Regions from separate parts of the Callithrix jacchus genome. Here region 2 is linked to region 1. A link is a contact called in public Hi-C data. All regions are on one chromosome and are shown on one strand. Each heading gives the region's core, a stretch centred on a gene start, on an enhancer-like site or on the middle of the called end of the contact. The rest is flanking DNA. Distances are from core to core; before and after follow the strand shown.

The links. Hi-C and Micro-C count contacts between places; a contact is called where the count stands out from the background.
Region 2: a Hi-C map of skeletal muscle shows a contact between it and region 1, with 17 times the contacts expected there. The contact joins two enhancer-like sites. A contact is called at or near these places in 3 of 3 Hi-C or Micro-C datasets (induced pluripotent stem cells and skeletal muscle).

What each region holds. Positions count from the first base shown.
Region 1 is chr15:69,302,898-69,309,514 of calJac240_pri, forward strand. All of the region lies in intron 1 of SYN2 (synapsin II), which reads left to right. Among named protein-coding and RNA genes, the nearest start is that of TIMP4, 23 kb to the right of the region's middle. Within about 2 kb of position 3,309, at least 2 of the 16 cell types and tissues checked have an H3K27ac peak or open chromatin away from gene starts, as enhancers often do.
Region 2 is chr15:69,638,535-69,645,151 of calJac240_pri, forward strand. No RefSeq gene overlaps it. Among named protein-coding and RNA genes, the nearest start is that of TSEN2, 7.3 kb to the right of the region's middle. Within about 2 kb of position 3,612, at least 3 of the 16 cell types and tissues checked have an H3K27ac peak or open chromatin away from gene starts, as enhancers often do.

The sequences.
Region 1 (6,617 bases), core at 2,059-4,558:
GCGCCCACCACCACGCCCACTTAATTTTTATATTTTTAGTAGAGTCTGGTTTTCACCATGTTGGCCAGGCTGATCACAAACTCCTGACCTCATGATCCACCCGCCTCAGCCTTCCAAAGTGCTGGGATTAGAGGTTTGAGCCACCACGCCTAGCCTAAATCTGATTTTTTAAATGTCGCTGTCATTTCCTAGCTAGCTACTAAGCTCCTAGACTTAATCAATCAAGCGATTAATTGAATTGTCAGGTGAGTGCTATGCAGTAAGTATTGGTCTGCCAATTGCCAGTAAAATAAAAAATCTTGAAGTCTAGTTACTACATTGGCTTCTGAAATGATCTTAAGCACTGATTCATTCCCTTCAGTCTTCTCTGTATTCCAGAGAAAGCAGTCTCTCAGATCTCAGCATATCTGACCATATGATCTCGCTGCTTAAAATCTTTAAGTATTTTCTGAGACAGTTGGGAAAATTTGAATACAGACTCAGTAAAGATATTAATAAAAATTGTTGATATGAACAGACATTTTACAAAAGAAGACATGCATGAGGCCAACAAACATGAAAAAATGCTCATCATCACTGTTCATTAGAGAGATGCAAATCAAAACCACATTGAGATACCATCTCATGCCAGTTAGAATGGCGATCATTAAAAAATCTGGAGACAACAGATGCTGGAGAGGAAGTGGAGAAATAGGAACATTTTTACACTGTTGGTGGGAGTATAAATTAGTTCAACCATTGTGGAAGACAGTGTGGCGATTCCTCAAGGCCTTAGAAATAGAAATTCCATTTGACCCAGCAATCCCATTACTGGGTATATATCCAAAGGACTATAAATCGTTCTACTATAAGGACACATGCACACGAATGTTTATTGCAGCACTGTTTACAATAGCAAAGACCTGGAACCAACCCAAATGCCCATCGATGACAGACTGGACTGGGAAAATGTGGCACATATACACCATGGAATACTATGCAGCAATCAAAAATGATGAGTTTGTGTCCTTTGTAGGGACATGGATGAATCTGGAGAACATCATTCTCAGCAAACTGACACAAGAACAGAAAATGAAATACCGCATATTCTCACTCATAGGCGGGTGATGAGAAATGAGAACACATGGACACAGGGAAGGAGTACTACACACTGGGGTCTATTGGGGGAATAGGGTGGGGGGAGCTGGGGAGGGATAGCCTGGGGAGAAATGCCAAATGTGGGTGAAGGGGAGGAAGGCAGCAAAACACACTGCCATATGTGTACCTATGCAACTACCTTGCATGTTCTGCACATGTACCCCAAAACCTAAAATGCAATTTAAAAAAAAGAAAAAAGGAAAAAAAATAAAATAAAAAAATAAAAATTGCTAATTTTGTTTGGTGAGACAATGGCGTGTTATTTATATTTAAAAAGTTGTTATCCTAGAATAGGCAAATTAATATAGACGAGGTAGATTAGAGGTTACCTGGGACTGAGGGGAGAGAGGAATGGGGAGTTATTGCTTATTGATTACAGAGTTTTTGTTTGGGATGATGAAAAAGTTTGAAAAATAGGTAGTGGTGGTGGTTGCACAACATTGTGAATATACATAAAAGTGTATGTTTTTTGTTTAAATGGAAAATGTCATTATGTCTATTTTGCCACTGTAAATAATAAAAATAAGAATCTTTACCAGTTAGAGAGGAAACTTAAAAATTGAGGCCAGGCATGGTGCTCACACCTGTAATCCCAGCACTTTGCGAGGCTAAGGTAGGCGGATCATCTGAGGTCGGGAGTTCGAGACCACCCTGACTAACATGGAGAAACTCTCTACTAAAAACATAAAAAATTAGCCTACTTGGGAGGCTGAGGTAGGAGAATCGCTTGAACCCAGGAGGTGGAGGTTGAGGTGAGCCAAGATCGTGCCACTACACTCCAGCTTGGGCAACAAGAGCGAAACTCTGACTCAAAAAAATTGGCAGGAGAAATGACATGTTGGAATTTGCCTTAAAATACTCAAACCATGGTCTCAACAACAAAAACAGTGAGAGTAATAAATGAAAAAGATTGGTAAAATGTTGATGATTATTGAGGATATTTCTGTAATGAAAATTTGTAAAAAATCATCTGGAGGCTAGCCCTCAAGTCCTAGTGACTCCGCCTGACATTTAAAGCCCTTTGCTCTCCTCTCAGACCTACCTTGGAACCTCTGCTCTTCAGTGCTCATCCAGCAGTGTATTGCCCAGAGCCCCACCCAAGCTTCTGTGCCTTTGCCCTTACATTGCAATCCTGTGTCCTCCTTCCTGTGTGGCTAATTCCTACTCATTCTTTAAGACTCAGTTCAGTCTTTGTGGAGCATTCCTGGACTTCTCCAGGCAGGGAGAATGGCTCCCTCCTTTGGGTTCCCATAATGCTATGCTTGTATGTCTGCTGCAGTTGATACCCTGAATTACTACAGTCTTTCGTTTTTGTTTCTGTTTCTCCACTGACAAATGAAGTAGAGGAACCTTTCTTTCCACTGTACATCTTCCTGGGCTACATGAAACTTACTGTTTTAGTTGTGTGCTTAAATTTTTTTTTAAAGTAAAAGATTGAAAGGTAGAAATGTGAATGCTAGATGTAAATCTGAAGAGTTGAATGGAAAATTAGCAGTGACCCCCATGCAGATATTGGTGTCCTTTTGTAGATTGTGCCTTCTTTACTTGGTGACCACTAATGGTTGTCAATTTTTATAGTTCCAGCCTATAACTGGGTACTCAGTAAATTTTTGCTTAATTTACTGATTAACCACGGCATTTCTTTCTACAAGTTGCAAAATCTAGCTATCCACCTTGTTTGGGGGAGGGGAGTGGATGCATACTTTTTAGACGAGACAGTTAATCTTCAGGTATGGTTTTGCAGAGCAGCAAATAAGCCTCTAGGGTCCATGGCTATTCAGCCAGTGCAGTGAGTGGTGAGCTGACTGCAGTTAGCTGCAATATTCATCTTGCCAGTGGGTGGCGGCAGTCGCTCACAAACTGCACCAGGAGGCAGGCTTCATTTTACCCTAACAGTATAGGCTGGGAAACAGGAATTTCCTACTATTTCTAGTTTATTTTCTAACTTCTTGAAGCCTTGAGATGCTTGGTTGAAAGAACAAGGCCCGAGTCAGAGTCACTAAGAGCCAGAAACTAGTACTTTGCTAAAGATAAATGTCCAAACCAGCGCTAGGAATTTACTAGGTGCTGGACTATTTCCAGAGCTGTAAGAAAGTCTTTTCCTCCCTAAATGCCTACTGGAGCATGTGAATCCACCTTTAGTGTTGTCATCTTCTTGTCTGAGATTTGATCTTTATGCAAATTACAGTCATCTGGGGGAGGATTTATACTCTAGGTTGTTTCAGGTCCTTAGTACCAATATAGACAGGCATTGTAAACAGGTTTTCATGTGGGCAAGGAGAGGAAGGAAAAAACTTGACTCTTGGGATTGACACATGTGAGAAGAGAGAAGATGGCTGGGCCTGCAGAAATAGACACCGTCCTGAGACTGGTCTCTTCTGGTTTTCTCCAGTGGTCCAGCCCAAACCACCATTCCTAACTTCTCCAGTCAATAAGCAAGTCCTGATTGTGAGGCTACTAAGTCATAGCTCTGCGTAGGATTTGGAAATCTATGGATATAGTGTTTATATTTGTACAGGCCTAGAGTATATAATCAAACAATAAAACATAATCAGTATTTAAAATTGAAAATGTTCTGAAAAATCCAAGACTCACATATGGATCGTACCTGCTCTGAAGCATTCTTACATAATCTAGTGGTCTGTGGGCAGAGGTGGGGGAGGGGTGTCCAATTCTTAGACAACTAACTTTGAAAGGTGTTGTAAGATGATAATGCTATGAGCCAAATATGAGCAGACAATAAATGTGATGAAAGTTCAGGAAAGGAAGAAGCCATGTTTGCTGTAGTCATTTTAAAATAGCATAAATGTGTGCAGCTTTTTGCTAACAGTGCTTCATATTTGCATAACATTTCAGCATTTCCAAAACATTTTCATGTCATCTGATTTCATTAAATCTTCACAACCACCTGTGAGCTAAACATTATTAAATGAGGTAAAGTACATAAAACACTTAGAATAGTGCTTAGTACATCACAGGTGTTCACTATTAGGATCATCATTAGCCCTATTTTATAAATGACACAACTGAGACTCAGAGAGGCATTACTTGCCCAAAGTCACACAGCTGAAAAGTGATAGAAGTAGGCCTGAACTCAGCTTCCCCGGCTCCTATTTCTAGAACTCTTTCTTCATTGTCCCATGCATAAAAGAGGGAGTATTTAAGCTAGGCTTGCCTGGGTTGAGCCAAGTGTTGTGGGGGCGTTAGGAGAGAAGTCTCTGAAGTCATATTCCTCACCCTCACAAGCCCTCGTTGGTAGGTAGATGGGAATTGATGAAGGTATTCACTTTCTTGAGTAACAAGAGTTAAATCTAGAAGCTTTTGCTCATTTTAGCAATAAGGGGAGATGGTTCATTACCTGGTCCATCAAGGAAGCTGCAAGCCATTAAACTTACATAGATCCTCAGCTGCTAGGCTTGTTAAGAAAATGTTACAATAGGGGGAAATTGACAACACAGGCACTACAGATATTTTTAGTCTGTGTTTCAAGGATGTACATCTTGGGTTCTGTTTAGGATTGAGCACAAGGGGATGAATTTAGATTTATTTGACAAGACTGCCAATCAGAAAGTCCATATTGGCAGGGCATGGTGGCTCACTCCTAGAATCCCAGCACTTTCAGAGTCCAAGGTAGGACAAGAGTTCAAGAACAGCCTGGGCAACATAGTGAGACCTTGTCTCTACAAAAAATTTTTTAAATTAGCCTGGCATGGTGGCATGTGCCTGTAATTCCAGCTACTTGGGAGGCTGAGGCAGGAGGATCACTGGAGCTCAGGAGGTTGAGGCTACAGTGAGTCATGATTGCAACACTCACTCCAGCCTGGGCAACAGAGCAAGACCCTGTCTCAAAAAAAGAAAAAAAGTTCATACTGGGTATCTTATCTGTTCCTATCTTCTGCTGGGGACTGTGTGGGAAAACTAAGGGAAATAGAGTAGTTTTCACAAACTTTCAAATGCTGGTGAGAATAGTATCTTTTTCTTGGGTGGAGGACCGTTTGGCAATATCAGTAAAAACCATAACTGTGTCTGTTCCTTGCACCAGCAATTCTGTCATAAATTATTTATCCTATGGATATATTTTTAAATATAAGCCATTGTAGCATTGTTTGTAATAGCAAAAACAAGAAACAAGAAATCTAATGTGTTTACCAATAAATAATGCCAATACCAATAAATGTGTACCAATAAATATTGGTTAAATTACTGTATTTCCTTCAAATGGAATTTCATATTAAAAAGGAAGAAGCTCATCAATATGTGCTGAAAGCATATCACTAAGATATATTTTTAAGTGTGAAAAATAAAATCAAGTTTCAAAAAAAGAATTTATGTAGCATGCCATATGTATGTGCTTGAAGCATATATGTATGCAGGTATAGTCACAATTTTTTTCTTCCCCACTGGAAATATATGCTTATAATTGATAATGGGAACTATGTATGATAAGAGAGGAATGGGAAAAGAGAAAATTTTACTTTTCACTTTATCCTTTTATATAGTTTTAAAGATAGATTGGTTGATGGGTTTAACCACATGACATACTATTTTTAAAAAATAAACCCCGCTAAGGTCACACAGCTAGGACAGGGTACAGCTAGAATTTGTACCCCAGATTGTGATTCCAAAGCCCATCCTCTGGATTCTATTACACTGCCCTGTACTAGTGCTCCCTTAGTATCAGGAAGCACTTCTATCATTTGCTAGCAAGTTACACAATTTTTATGAAAATACCTAGAATTAAAATGTCCAAGAGCCTGGAGCTGCAAGAATGTGCTCATTCTCCACAGGAGAGCTCTGTGTCCCATCTGCCGGCCATCTTGGCTCCTTTTCTATAAGGTGGTGGCTCAGCCAAGAGAGGTCAGTGACTCTGGGCCAGGAAACACACACTAAGATTTCCAACAGGACAAATTACCTTAAGGAAAAGGCATTAGGATAGCTAGAGAGGTGGGGGTGGAGGGAAGGCATGAAAACAGTTCATTAGCCAACTTGGTCAATGGGCAGGTGCAGGAAGTGGCAAACAAACCCAGCCAAAATCTATAAATATACTTTAATATCAGTGTTCAAAACCCACAAAATAAATGAGTGAATTAGGAAACCTGGCAGCATGTAAGCACCTTGATGTAAATTCTTAGTTCAGGCCGTAACTCCCAGGAACTTTTCTGATTTGGGCATGTTATTTAATTGTCCTGGGCTTCAGTTTCCCAACAGCCAAAAGGACCGCATTATCTCTCCTGGCTGCTTCAGAGTTGTGAGGAACAACTAGGGCAAGGAACATGCTTTGCAAATGCAAGGCACCATACCAAATGAGAAGTTATTGTTAATATCTCTAAGGTTTACCTCACAGAAGGAGAGCTATTTGTAGACAGGAAAATAGGAGGAAGCATCAGAAAAGTATTGCTGATAACAAGGTAGACATACCTCACCAATGAAAGAGAGGTATCTCATGGGTCGTTTACTCCAGTTCCTCCTCATTATAGTCA
Region 2 (6,617 bases), core at 2,362-4,861, 340 kb after region 1:
TCATTCCCTTTTTAATAGATAATTTTTTGAGACAGGGTCTTGCTCTGTCACCCAGGCTGGAGTGCAGTGGTACCATCATCCTGGCTCACTGCAGCCTTGACCTCCCAGGCTCAAGCAATCCTCCCACCTCAGCCTCCCAAGTAGTTGGGACTACAGGCCTGTACTACCACACCCAGCTAACTGTTGTATTTTTTCATGGTTTTACTATGTTGCCCAGGCAGGTCTCAAACTCCTGGGCTCAAGCAATTGGCCCACTTCAGCCTCCCAAAGTGCTGGGATTACAGGCGTGAGCCACCATGCCCAACGGCAGTCTTCATTCCTAATCCCTTGCCTTCTTGGACTGCCTACCCATTCCTCAGGGGTTTGCAAGGAGTAACTCACACCTTTTGGGGTGTCTGCCTCCCTGGTTGTCTGGGAATTGTCCGCTTCCCTCTTCCAAAGCAACTCCAGGGGGTCTGAAAAACTCCACAATGCAGTCCATATTTGGAGCATTTATATACTTCAGCATTTTTCTGGAGTGAGAATCAAGCCAATCCTTAGACCCTCATAGGAGTCCCTGACCTCCAAAAGGTTAAGATCTGTTGCTACCAAGGACTTTGAGAATGCAAAGGAAGATGCTAATGGTGCCAAGAACAAAAAGAGAGGAATCAGAAAGAGGGGCTCTGTGGGGATAGATGCAAGGTCAGGGGAGGCTCCTGGAGCAGGAAGTTGAGCTTGAAGGGACAGGCAAGATTTCACCAAAGGAAGGGAGGGGTGGAAAGAAGCCTGTAGGTGCATAAGGCCTGGCACCTCTCCCCTGCAGCAGGCAGCAGCTTCCTCCCTGCAGCTTCTCATCACCCAGACCTCCAGAGTCATCTTCCTAAACCAAATCTGACTGAGGCTTTCCCTCCTTCCATCCTTTCCTGTGGCCCCACCACCCTTGGGATAAGATCCAAGTCCCTAAGGACAGCATCTGAGGCCCTTTCACAGCCAGGCCCCAACTCTCCTTTCCAGGCCTGCGTCTCCACCCAGGCAGGCTGCCTGATGGTGCCTGGATATGCCGTGTGTGTCCAGACCTCTGGCCCTCTGCTCAGGCAGGTCCCTCTGCCTGGGGTACCCTCTCTGACTTGGTCAGTTCCTCCTCATTCTCCAAGACCCAGCAAAAGTCCACTCCTCCAAGAAGTCTTTCCTGAGCCTCCTCCTCCTGGGAGGCCCTCAGTCAGCACTGGCCACACTGTTTGAGAGTCCAACTTTCCAGAGCATCCTCCCTTGCTAGACTGTGAGAGCTTTGCCATCAAATATTGCATTTGGTTTACTTGGTGTCTCAACCCTCCAGTGTAGAGCTGGCACATAGGAACAGAATGGATGAGAAGGTCACTGAGTGGACACACTTGGGGAAGCACCATGTGGAGGGAATCAAGAGACCTGGATTCTCATTCTGGCACCTCGGGTAACATTCCTTCTTCTCTCTAGACCTCAGTTTCCCTGTCTGTAGAAGGAGAGCATTGGGACTTGACTCTCTTGCAATGCTATATCTATTAAGACTTACTCCATATGAGGCCCTATTCTAGAAATGTACATACTTATGATGATAGTTTAATGTACATACTAATAGTAATATATATAACTACAAGTATTTCTGGCAAAATGAAAATATAAAGACGAAGTCCTTGAAGTTACTTGCAGTCTAGTTCTGGAACCAAGGAAGGCAGTACCAAGACCTTTTAGGGGAATGTATTCCATTACAGAAAACCGCATGCTGCTCTTGGCCCCCAGGAGGTCCCGCGGGGAAGTGAAATAAACATGGACGTGACAGTCAGGCCGAGCACAGCTCAGATCCCTGCTCTGCACTCTAGCTGTGTGACCCTTACAAGTCACTTTACCTCTCTGAGCCTTGACCATTGGAGATTGTATAGCTATCTCGGAAAGTTGCTCTGAGGGCTCCCTTGGATGTAAGACTCTGAATACTAGGAATCCTTTCTTTTTAGTCCCAAGGAATATAAGCTATAAGGAAAGGGAGACTGGACAAGGGACTCCACCCTCTCAGCCTCAGTTTCCTCATCTGACAAATGTCCCTATAGTAGCGCCCCGAGGGCTGGTTTGAGGTAAACTGAGGTCATGAGTAGAGCACCTGCGCTGGGGTGCTCAGTGAATGCGAGCTTCCCTCCAGCCCAGCAGTGGGGCATAAACTGCACTCCATCTTCTTGGGCAAAAGGTTTGGAACAACGGATTCGGAAATGCTTTGGAGACAGTCAAGAAGGAAGCACAGAAAAGGAAGAGACTCGAACACGTGAGGATTTGCCTTCTCCCATCAGAAAATGCTCTTAAACAAACAGCAAGTTTCCTCCATTAATAAGTCCTGTGGAATGCACATGAGATTTTTTTCCTCCTTTTTGCTGATTAAGTTCCCCCAAAACCCCCTTAAGAATTTTAATAAGAAATGCAAAAATCAACAAAAGTCCAGAAAACCCTTTCCTGTTATTAAATAAAGGGAAAGTAAATATTGCAAATTGGACATATTTCATAAGAGGATGTTTTGTTTGGGTGAAAAAAAATGAGAAAGAAAAAGCTATTTGCTTTCTGGCAGCAAATATATGTCTTTGCTGAGTTTTGGTTTCAAATTTGATGACTGGGGCATTATTCCTGGTTTGCCTGGAATTCAGGCCTTTTGACATCTGAGGCAGATGCACCCAGGCAAGCAGAAAAGCCAGGTTTGGGCCATGTTCGGCCTCTTCTTCCATCTCTCTTGTGAGGAGAGCAGAGTTTTTCAGCCACCCAGGAGTTTAAAATTCTGAGCTCAGAGGTGGGGACCTACAGGGGTGTCACATGCAAGGCAAAAACAATTTGCAACAGAGAAGATTTTTATGTTATTTTGAGAGGGAAAGAGAGAGAGAGAGGGAACAAAACGCAAAAGATGGTCTGTACCTTCTTTTCGGATAAGATATGAGATCATAAAAGACATTGTACATAAAATTCATCAACATAGGCCAAAGGGCCTGTTGTGTTGGAGGACGTGGGTTTAAATCTCACTGTTGCCACTTCTTAGCTGGGTTACCTTGGGTAAATTATTTAACTTCTCTGAGCCTCACTTTCCTCATCTTTAAAATGGGGAGAATAAAAATATTTACTAACAGAGGCATGGTGAGGAATCAAAGAGTGGGAAAACGGGGCAATGAAAGTTAAACTCTAGGCTCAGTGTGTACCCATATTATTTTGTGTACTATGACAAATGGAAAGGAAGCAGGGAAAGAGGAGAAGTGATGATCCTTTATCTCTTGGTAGTGAGGAACAGTTTCCAAAGAACACTAGGGCTGTGATTTCACGACGTCAGCACAGCCCTGGGAGACCTGCAAAATGAGGACTGCACTTTTATTCCAGTTGGAGTGCCTGGTGCTGGAACGTGGGCGTGGTCTGTCAAGGACACACATTAAGGAATGGTCTATTTGACCATGAGTTCAGAGAAAATAGCCAAAAAGAAGGGAAAGAGGGCGAGAAACTAGAAAGTGTGGCCACTGCCAGCCACCCTGCTCCCACAGGAGGAGCCACATTTTCCCCAGGGCCCCTGCACCTGCTCCTCCGTCCTCTGTTTCCTCCTTGAAGCGATCCTCACCTGGCACTCACTTCTCTCTGGCAGGGATGGCAGTCGCAGAGTGGTGGGATCATTGGTGGAATGCCAGGACTGGGCTCCTGCCCTGGAAATGCTGGTGAAAGGGACCCTACCATGCCATATTTCCACAACAACAAATCCCAAGCCTCTGTGCAGGACCAGCACTTATGAGCTCTTGACCTCCTTCCCAGGCTCCTCGAGGCCCTCCTGGAGTACTGGCTGCCTCCATCTTCAAACTGTTGATCTTAAATAGCAAAATTACTTTGGTTTTTGTTGTTTCCTAGCTTTGTACTTGTTTGTTTGCTTGAAGCATCTTTTTGCACAAATATTCAGATATACAAATGAATACAACGTTCAACAATCACCTATAATCCCACCACCCATATTTGCTTCTAATTGTTTTTTTTTCTTTTTAGAAAATAATAGAGACAAAGCTGAAGTCCCTTTATCTACTACCCAAGTCCCACAGATAACTAATGAATTTGGTGTATATCCTTCCTGTTATTTTCAAATATTTTAATGTATCTATACATACATTTAGCATTTGATTATATATTAATTTACATAAATGGTATCATATGATTCACATTGGTATACATCTTGCCTTTATCAACAAATGTTACGTTTTTGAAATCTACCTACATTAATATATATTGTCTATAAAAGAGATCCAGCCTGCACAATATAGTGAGATCCTGTCTCTACAAAAATGTTCTAAATTAGCTAGGTGTGGTGGCACAGGCATGTAGTTGCAGCTACCCAGGAGGCTGAGACAGGAAGATGGCTTGGGGCAAGGAGTTTAAGGCTACAGTGAGCTGTGATCACTCCATTGCATTCCAGCCTGGGTGACAGAGCCAGACCCTGTCTCAAAAAAAAAAAAACTGTTCACTCCTTTCAGCTGCTGCATTGCTACATAGTATTCCACCGTATGAACATTTTATACCATGTTTTACATATCCATTTCTCTAGGGATGAACATTTAGGTTGTCTTTTTTTTTTTTTTTTTGAGACAAGTTCTTGTTCTGTTACCCAGGCTGGAGTGCAGTGGAGTGATCATGGCTCACTGCTGCCTTGAACTCCTGGCCTCAAACTGTCCTCCTGCCTCAGCCTTCATAGTAGTTGGGACCACAGGCATGCACCACCATGCCTGGGTAAAGGTTGTCTCTTTTTAAAAAAAATTAGAAATCATAATGCTTTAATTAAAATATTTGTATTTGTTTCTTTGGACACAGATGCCTAAGTTTCTCTAGGAAATTTACGGAGAAGTAGAGTTTGTTTGATTGTTCATGGAAAGAAACAGGGCAGGAATAGGAGTATGAAATCTAGTCCACCCTCTGTTGTTTTTTGTTGTGTTTTGTTTTTTTGTTTTCTTTGGTTGTTTTTTTTTTTTTGAGATGAAGTCTCACTCTGTCATCCAGGCTGGAGTGCAGTGACAAAATCTCAGCTCACTGCAACCTATGCCTCCCAGGCTCAAGCGATTCTCCTGCCTCAGCCTCCCAAGTAGCTGGGATTACAGGCACGTGCCACCATACTTGGCTAATTTTTGTATTTTTAGTAGAGATGGGGTTTTCTCTTGCTGGCCAGGCCGGTCTCAAACTCTAGACCTCAGGTGATCCACCTACCTCAGCCTCTCAAAGTTCTGGGATTATAGGCATGAGCCACCAAGGCTGTCCGCCTCCCTGATGTTTATACTCCCTTTGTGACCTTGGGCAACTCATCTCACCTCTCTGAATCTGTTTTCTTACCTATAAAATGAGTATGATGATCCAGCAACTCACGAGGCTGCTGGAGAGAGTTAAGTGGGTCTGTCTTTAAACAAACCTGGATTAGTGCAGATGGTAGGAATCCAGATAGCTTTCATCATCAGCGCTACAGATCTTTTTGGATCTCAGGTAATTCTTTACCCTTTGCACAAGGGACTCTCAGCCCTTAGAGCCCACACAGCAAGGCAATGCCTTGGGGGCTTGCCCAGCCTGTCCCTTCACACACAGTGTCAACTCTATCCCATAGCCCAGCCTGGTGTTAGTCTGGTAAATAATGGCATAAATGTCCACTGCAGAATCTGAGCTTCCTCACCTGTAAATGGGATAACAGGGACCTCAAAGAGCTGCTGAGACTCAGTCCCTCTTTGCTCACCAACAGAGTGAAGCTGGACTATGTCTCTGATTTGATTTTTGTTTCACAGCCCTTGCATTTTCTGCTGAGGATGCTGAGTAAAGACTTGGAGCTTAGTAGGATCCCTGTATTTTGTTTTTACATCAGTAAAGCAGTGACAGCCAGAAACTAGGTGGTTTAAATTTGCTGAAATGTCTCCATCTGGTGGACTCTAGGAAATACTACAGGGTTTGATGCTGTCTCAGAAAAACAGTGGGGCGACAGCTGGGGCTGCCCTGCCCTGCTCAGAAACGCTGGTGGCTCCCCATTGTCTGCAGGGTAAAGTCCAAAAGCCAAGCCTGGAATTCAAGTGCCTCCACAATCGGTCCCCGCCCTACCTATCAGACCTTATCACAGCTCTGACCTCCTGCCCCGGCCAGGCCCAGCTCCTCCCTGGCTCCGGAACCAAGGCCCATTCCAGCCTTGCATATGGGCGTGCCCTGGTGCCCCAGACAGCCACTTGCCCTCTTCCTTTCCACCTCCTAAGGCTAACCTCCCCTCCAGGCACAGCTCATAGGCTACCTCTTCAACTCATCCTGGTCTTCCCTGACCTCCCACCGACACTTAACCGTTACTTTTATATTTCAATATTGAATGTTGCCTGGTTTTTGTTTGTTTTGTTTCTCTTTTTGTTTGTTTGTTTGTTTTTTCTTTTTTTGAGACCAAGTCTCACCCTGTGGCCCAGACTGGAGTGTAGTGGCATGATCTCAGCTTACTGCAACCTCCACCTCCCAGTTTTAAGCTATTCTGCCTCAGCCTCCTGAGTAGCTGGGATTACAGGCGTGTGCCACCACGTCTGGCTAATTTTTGTATTTTTTTTTAAGTAGAGACTGGGTTTCCTCTGTGTTGGCCAGGCTGGTCTTGAACTCCTGACCTC